2 separate regions of the Bicyclus anynana genome follow, and region 1 is linked to region 2. Evidence: chromatin contacts called from public Hi-C data. All regions are on one chromosome and are shown on one strand. Each heading gives the region's core, a stretch centred on a gene start, on an enhancer-like site or on the middle of the called end of the contact. The rest is flanking DNA. Distances are from core to core; before and after follow the strand shown.

What was found. A called contact is a pair of places that touch in the nucleus more often than the background predicts.
Region 1: a contact with region 2 is called in a Hi-C map of whole larva, with 4 times the contacts expected there. The contact joins the enhancer-like site here to the promoter of LOC112050534 in region 2. A contact is called at or near these places in 2 of 2 Hi-C or Micro-C datasets (whole body and whole larva).

What each region holds. Positions count from the first base shown.
Region 1 is chr21:14,567,864-14,572,205 of ilBicAnyn1.1, reverse strand. No RefSeq gene overlaps it. Among protein-coding and RNA genes, the nearest start is that of LOC112050532, 11 kb to the right of the region's middle. Within about 2 kb of position 1,610, at least 4 of the 8 cell types and tissues checked have open chromatin away from gene starts, as enhancers often do.
Region 2 is chr21:14,533,385-14,537,473 of ilBicAnyn1.1, reverse strand. LOC112050534 (serine/threonine-protein kinase D1) reads left to right here and starts at 2,450. Exons shown (of 19, transcript XR_008251960.1): 1 at 2,450-2,652.

The sequences.
Region 1 (4,342 bases), core at 361-2,860, 36 kb before region 2:
AGATTAAAAGGAAGACCTAAATAAAGATGGCTATAGATTGTGTGAAATAAGGCTTGCAAATTATTATAAAAAAAACGACTGCTTAAGCGTAATGAACTGAAAAGAGAAAACAAGTATCACAATATCTATTTGCTGCGTGGAGAAAAGAAATGTATGGAGAAAAGTGGTAGAGAAAGCCAAGGGGTTGTAGCGCCGAAGAAAGTAAGTAATAAGTACCTACTCGATACATCATTCGCTTTCATTCGTATCGGTATAATAAGAATAAGCTAGTTCTGTAAACATCATTAATTTTTTATTGACAAAGCGATACGATGACAACAGAGTGACGTGACGACGGCGTCTAACTCTGACCCTGACCCGAAGAGTCCGACCCTGCAGCGGGCGAGGGCGGGGCGGCTCGAGTTACAAAGCGTAGCGCCCGGCGGCGGCGGGCGGCAGTGTATCAAACGAGCTGTTGCATATGCAGCAAAATTTGCCAAGGGTCAGTGATTTTGCCAAAAGTAAGAATTGCAAAAAAGGCCATTCCAAGATTCCGACAGACGCAATGAATAGTCAAACGAGAGCCTCATTGCAAAAATGTTATACTACCAACACATACATATTAGTTAGATATGTCATATGCCTACAAATTCACCTACTGATCAGTTTTTATACACAACTCGTTATTGTAGCTAATATTTAAGTACTATTTGTTTAAATTTTCGTTGTAGCTATACTATGCGATTATCTATATAAAATTAAGAATTTCTAAGATAAGAGGCTAGAAACTTTATTCGCCGCAGTTGTCAGCGCTAGTGACATATCTAATAGTATAAAATCTTCGCCTCAATGTATGAAAGCTGAAGGATTGTCAGCCCTTCTTCTAACATAATGTACTTATCTACAAGGAAGCTCTATCTTAGCCAATTAAGGAGTTTGGGCCGTGGTGGCTGTGTAAGGTGAAAGCAGATTTCAATGACCTTGAAACCTCTCAAACCATTTCGAAATTCCATTTGAGTAGGTAGTTATATCTGCCTACATACAAAAAAAAAATAGACACATGGAATTTTAAGCAGGGATCCCTGAATATAGTAATCATCAACTATTAGTCTTATTAAATTGCCCACAATAGGGACAGGAGGAATACCCCTCCTTATAGAAGATATGCTGAATGAATATATGAAGAATAGATAATATGAATATAAAATAGAAATGGTGCATAGACCCACCACGCAGCACCAATGCGGGTTGGCGGGATAATGTTAAATAACGACCAGTATCAGACATAAATGATAATAACGGAACCGACAGCTTAACAGGTGGGGAGGTACCACCAACTTTCCGACTCCGGGCTGAGAATATTCTAACTCACTATCGCATATAGCTCAAGATTCGAACCCAAGACCTCGAAAACCACTTATACCACTGTACCTACAAGGCAATTGTAACAGGCAACAGCTCTGAATAGTAAAACACACTAAATAAAAACATAATCATATAATCATGAAATTTTAAAAAATATATGGTTTTTATGAATTTTTAAATGTGTAAAATATGCCAATAATGAGTTAAATATTTCAGACTAGCAATCGTGAATCCGGCTTAAAAATTAGTACTGCCATCTATTGGCAAGCTCTTACAACCGTTCACACAACAACCTACACGTCAAAGTTCAGCTATTGCACGCGAGATGGCCGTGCTATACCGAACGATTCGAAATTAATAAAACGAATAAATTCAAATTTTTTTATTTTTTTATTAAAATTAATGAAATGTTTCCTTAGAATAAACTAGAAAATAGTTGTTGTTTACAGTTACTTAATTAGGATTAGGAGTATCGTGAAATATATTATCTTCAAAGATACAGAGCGGCGCGGCGGTGGCTCGCACTTTGAACAATTATGAACAATCACGTCGATAATAATTGTATTGTAAAGCCTTTTTGCACACGACATTGGTGCCGTGTGAACAACTGTTAAGGGGTATACCTCTCTACGCCTTTTAGTAACGTTTACCTTTACACCGTTTACATTTCGCTTTGATGAAGTTAGGTATCTATTACTTACCTGCCTAGTTATTTTACCTTTTGAACACGATTTTGTTGTGGATTTAGTTTGGATCTAGTACGTGCGTAGGTATACTAGTTGGTTACCAACTGAAGGAATTGCCGGAACGCATTGTTAAATTAGATACTTACCTATTTAAAGTGAAACGCTTCTGGTCCTCACCCTCAGCCCGGATATGGGAAGTTGGTAGGGCCTCGCCCTTAGACCTTTAATAGTCTAACGCCTCGCCTCGCTGATGCGAATTTGCCCACGTCTAGATTCGTCCACATCCACACTAAGCCACTGGACTTAACATGCATAGTGTATGTAGGGTTGCCAACATTTTTTCAGAAAAATATAGTATTTTTTAGATTTAGCTATAAAAATATATAGTACGCTTAAATAAAATATTGTATTTTAAGGAATAAGCAAACAATTAACATTTATTTATCTGAAATAAAACGGTCATATGCAATAATGCGGTCATTTAATTTTTTTTAAAACCAACTCTCTAAAGCGTAAGGATAGCGCACTATAGGCTAGATGCTGTTGCATCTTGCAAAAACTAATTTTCATAAAGTTTCAAAATGAAAATTTTGTTTATTATATTTCAGTGTTGAAAATATAGTATTTTTGCTTGAGTACTAGGTATATAGTTCTTCAACAGTATATAATACGCAGACTCGAAATATAGTACAATACTATATTATAGTACAGTTGGCAACCCTAAGTGTATGTAACATCATATAACTATAAAAAAGTGCAAAACTATAGGTAGGTATATTATAAATTTGCATTTTCTTATTAGATATTTTATATTTTAAGCTCCAACACAAAGTCGGCGACGATCCCCTTAACAGTGCACACGGTCCCAATTTTATCTATTATTATCAATTATTATCTGAGATAGTTGTCCGCGCGAGTGCGCGCCTGTTGCCAGCCCGGCGACACTCCAATCAGCTCCTAGAACTACAACTCTTTAAACTAATTACAACCACTGAGAGCCGTGATAGCCCAGTGGATATGACCTCTGCCTGAGATTCGGAGGGCGTGGTTCGAATCCGGTCCGGGACATGTACCTTCAACTTTTCAGTTAAGTGCATTTTAAGGAATTGAATAAAATATGTCTCAAATGGTGAAGGAAAACTAACGTGAAGAAACCTTCATACTTTTTCTTAATTATTTTCTTAATTCTCTACGTGTGTGAAGTCTGCCAATCCGCATTGGGCCACCGTGGTAAATATTGGCCTAACCCCCTCTCATTCTGAGAGCAGACTCGTGCTCAGCAAGTCAGCAGTGAAAGCCGAAAACGGGTTGCTAATGATGAGGATAACGACGGATAGATCTGTCATATAATCCAACTTATGGAAAATAGAAACTCATCGCTTATGATATGGCAACACTTTGGACGCATGCAAGTTAGGTGCACCTCCTACAATGTCCTGCCGAATGCTCCACAACTTGAAGCAGCTTTTTGAACTTCACGTGCCTAAAACGCGGACGTAGCGACCGCCTTATCAGCCGTATCAATGATACAGGGCCCCCGGAGTTCAGGGCCCCCTTACGTGTGAACACAAAAATTGGTAAAATTCACAATGTCAGTTAAACTTGTGCTTCCCGGAAATCATCCAAAAACTGACTATATTTCACTTCATTATTTCACTTCAGAAATCACATAATTAAAAAAACACAATACTTTTTTCCCGGGTTAAGCGTGCTGTCCTAAAAACGGAAACATCCTACATTTTTGTTTCTTTTGTGAGAAATATCTACCCTGGGCCCCCCCCGACTAACTTTGATACAGGGCCGCTACACGGCACGCTACGCCACTGGCCTAAAATATCATCAACCATAGTCCATACCTACCTTTAGGCTTAGGTCCAGGAAACATCTCGCTACTTGGTGATACACATGTAGAGCGGCAATCAAAGATACTTACCTATGTGAGCAAAAGCTCTTCGACTAAGGTACCGAATACCTACTTAGTTACCTTACCTTAGTTAGGGACTTAGTTATTTATCCGTAATCTGATCTGATATTGTAACCCTCCATAGAAGATTAGTATTAATGCTTGTAACAAGTCGTGCGGAAACTTGAAAATAAAAGTATTACAAATATACAGATAATTATATGACAATAATTTATTATTTGTTATTAGCTGGCCTGGCATACGTTCTGCCATATTTTCTTTTATAAAAAAATCTAAAGTAAACTGGTTTTTAAACCAGAGGTCAGGGGTTGGATTCCCAGTTCGGGTCAATTTGCTACCCGTAGGTACGATACGACGTCAAAACGGGGGATTTATTTTTTGCATTAGC
Region 2 (4,089 bases), core at 1,201-3,700:
ATAAAGGCAAGATGTCTAGTAAATGCTCGTTGTATATTTTCAATTCGTTGAGAATGTATACTATAGATTGGATTCCAAATCACACTAGCAAACTCAAGACAACATCTCACCAAGGCATTGTATAGAATAATTTTGGTCTTACAAGAGAACCCCTTTGTGTTGCGTTTCAAAAATCCCAAAAGCTGTGCACCTCTCTGAACAATATTATTTATATGAGATTTAAATGTTAACTTACTATCAATAGTGACTCCTAAGTCTTTTATCTCCGATAACTCTTGCAGTACTGTGGTATTAATGCAGTAACTAGAAACAAGTGGTTTTTTTTTCCGAGTAAATTTTATATGGAAACATTTGTTAGCATTAAGAGTCATATAGTTGTTATCACACCATCTAATTATTCTGTTTAAATCCTCTTGTAGTAATTTAGCATCGTTGGAGGATTTAACTGTCTTATAAATTTTCAAATCATCCGCGAACAACGAGCTAGTACAATGTTGTGTCACCGAGGAAATATCATTAATAAAGGCCAAGAACAGTAGGGGCCCCAGGTGGGAACCTTGTGGCACTCCAGATTGTGCCTGGAACGTTTTAGACTCAAAACCATTGACTGCAACAGTTTGGGATCTCAGGTGAAGGTATGAATTAAACCATTTGACAAGGGGACCACTGATTCCATACTGCATAAGTTTATTAACGAGTAGTACATGGTTAACCTTATCAAATGCGCTGCTAAAGTCTGTGTATATGACGTCAACCTGTTGCCCCTTATCAACCATATGGCAGAGATCTGAAGTATAGTCAGACAAATTTGATTGCACGGATAAACCAGATCTGAAGCCGTGTTGAGAACTCGTGAGAAAATTGTCCAAATGCCGAGATAGAATAGGATGAACAAGACTTTCAAAAAGTTTAGAGAAGCATGAAAGTATTGAGATCGGACGATAATTTTTAACATCCACATGCTTCGAACACAAGACGTTTCTCGTCATCTGAAACTACATGTTACCCAATGAGGCAGTCACTTATTGCAATTTGCAGTGTATTATCTATTGCATTATGTATGTACACATGGTCTAAGATGTACACCGATTACTCGAAGACGCCTGGACCGATTTCAAAAAATATTTTTTCGTTTTAAACGGTATACTATCTATTTGGTCCCATTGCCATCATGTCAAGATCTGATAATGGAATCCTGGAGAAATTGAGGGGAACTTTCAAAAATTATATAGACGCCTAGTGTGTTCGTATTTTTTCTATTTAGTAGGTACTTTAAAGCACTACAATTTCAGGAAGGTTTTGAATCGTTCTAATGATGGAGCCATAATACAGACGAGGGAAATCCTCAATGATTTACAGCAGTGAACTTTTGTTTAGGCTTGATTGATTTGTATTAATGAGATCTTTCCATATAGATAGGTTGTGACTGTCATTAGGGGTTGGTGATGAAGACCAAGGACAATAAGGAACTCCTTAACGGCTTACATTAACTACCTACCTTGTTTGGCCTTGAATAATTCGGATTGCTGAGAACTTTCCACCTAGATGGGTTGTCATTAAGGGTCTAGTGATGAAGATAAAGGACAGGGACAGTTAAGGGAACTCATCATCGGTTTACAGTAGTTACCTTTTGGAATTTCTTCTTATGGTTCAATATTGCCAGTTCTTAGAAAAAGAATAGCTCATTAAGTTGAAGCTAAAGACGAATAGCTCATTAAGTCGAAGCTAAAGACATGCCTACTCCACTTTTACTAAACTACAAGTTTTTGGCCGTCTTTATGCCATTCAACTACACAAACTGGCATTTTTAGGGAGCTCTTTACACGACGAAAACGATTACAACAATGAAACATCGATTCTATAGCAACAGTTTTTATAAACGCGTTAGATCATTGACTCTTGATCTTTGACATAGGGGTAACGGTTTACGAGGCAGGTCCTTTCTTTTTAATGGTCTAAGAAAATAACATCATAATATGTTCTACCTGCTGATCAGTATGAAGGCGGTGCAAAGCCGGTGTTATCAAATACTCTATAATAATAATTATTAGCCACATAGTTCGAAGAGCCGATGGACGTTGGGGGTCCCAAGGTGCTGGAATGGCGACCCCGCACCGGAAAGCGCAGTGTTGGGCGACCCCCCACTATGTGGACCGAGGATATCAAGCGGGTTGCAGGGAGCCGCTGGATGCTGGCGGCTCGAGATCGTTGAGCTTGGAGGTCCATGCAAGAGGCCTATGTCCAGCAGTGGACGTCTATCGGCTGATAAGGTAAGGTAAGGTAAGGTAATAATAATAATAATAATTATTATAGAGTAATTGTGATAATAATTTGATTTTTGGATTTAATAAACTAGGATAGTGCGATAAAATAAATTATATACTTTTTTTAAGATTTCTGAACGAATATCAGACTGCTCCGCTCACGTACTACTGTCATATGTCAACCGCATGTCAATTGTCAAGTCAAGAGTAAAATGTGTCGGGTGTTTCGTTTTGTGCTAAACTTTACTTGTTGATTTTATTACTTAAATCTAATGATGAATAAATGAAAACTTGCCAAACGAGTGCCCAGTGAACTATGTCATAGTGTTGTGAGTGAATACTGTGTATTTTTCCTCTCGTTGCCGAAATCCGAGCTGCGATTGTAAAGGTAACGGTATTTGTTTTTGAGGACGTCAATTACTGTATTTCTTCTATTAGTTTACACGTTTATCGCTTTTAAATTATAATCAGACTTTCCCTTTACCGTTTTTTTATGAAGATTTGAAGATGTTACGGGTTTTACCAGTCTAGATCACGCGGTTTACGAAGATCCGCTTTGGTAATAGTAGTTCTACATGACATAAGGCATACAAGTCTCGCATATTTATCACAAGACGTCAAAAGCCCACACTCCTAGCTTAATTGCTACTTAACATTCCTTAATTACTTTGTGTCTTATGTTATCACCCTTGTTTGTACTGTTGTGTTCCAAATTATTTGATGAACTTGTTGGCTATTGGAAAAACCCAAATGTTTCTTATGTGTGAGTATAACTTATGAGTAGTTAACTTCTAGGATGAGTTCCACCACATGATATTGCATCATTACTTAACATCTAGCCTGTATGATTATGGAAACATTGTTTGATTACTATCATAATCTAAAAAATATAGCAGTGTGAGCTTATTCCAGAAGAGAATAAACAAACTTCCAAAGCGGCAACACATCCTGGTGCGGCATTGTTGAAATTATTCAAGGAGGCTGTCATTCATTTAACATTTATACAATTCAAGATTCATTTATTTAAGTATCCTTAGTTTACAAGCACTTGATATGTCAGGTAATGTTATGGTGTAGTAGTCAACAACTTCAAATGCAAGTTCCAAAAGTTGTAAACTCTCCTTGGTCCAACAAGAACCTACACAAACTCAATCAGGGTTCCTTTAATATTATTATTGTCTAAAACTAAGTATCCAGTCATATAGTTCATTTCATTCCCAAGCTTTTTTATATTCTACATATTGCTATATATGAATAAGGCATAACTGTACTACTGTTATCTTGGACCTGTTTTCCCAATTTATTTACATAAAAACTTTATTTAATATTTCTAAGAAAACATCAATGTTTTGGTGTTATGAAGTCATGCAGTTGACAAGTTCCACAAAAACAATTAATTTAACAAGTATGTATTTATACAGTATAATATAAATAAATAAATAAAGTTATATTTTTTGGTGTTATCACCATTTTACAATATACTAGCTAAGCAAATATTTTAAATATTACTTTTCTGATGAATTTATATAAAACTTTTCATAAATATGATCCCAAAACACAAGCTGTTGTCCAGAGAGTAAGGAGTTGGTCATAGATTGTCTAAATGTAAGGCATGGAACATTGCGCAGTACTATCTTGTTATTGACCGTATAAGGCACTAGCGGCTGCCACACTTCAGGTATTAGTAAAGTTGTTAGAGGTGTTGGATCCCTAAAATTAATTTCATATAATGTAATATAGGTAATATTGTAAGCAGTATTATATTTTTAAAAAAACCAGCGAAGTGTTTGTCGGGCCATGCACAGTGTAGTTTTCCATAGATTAA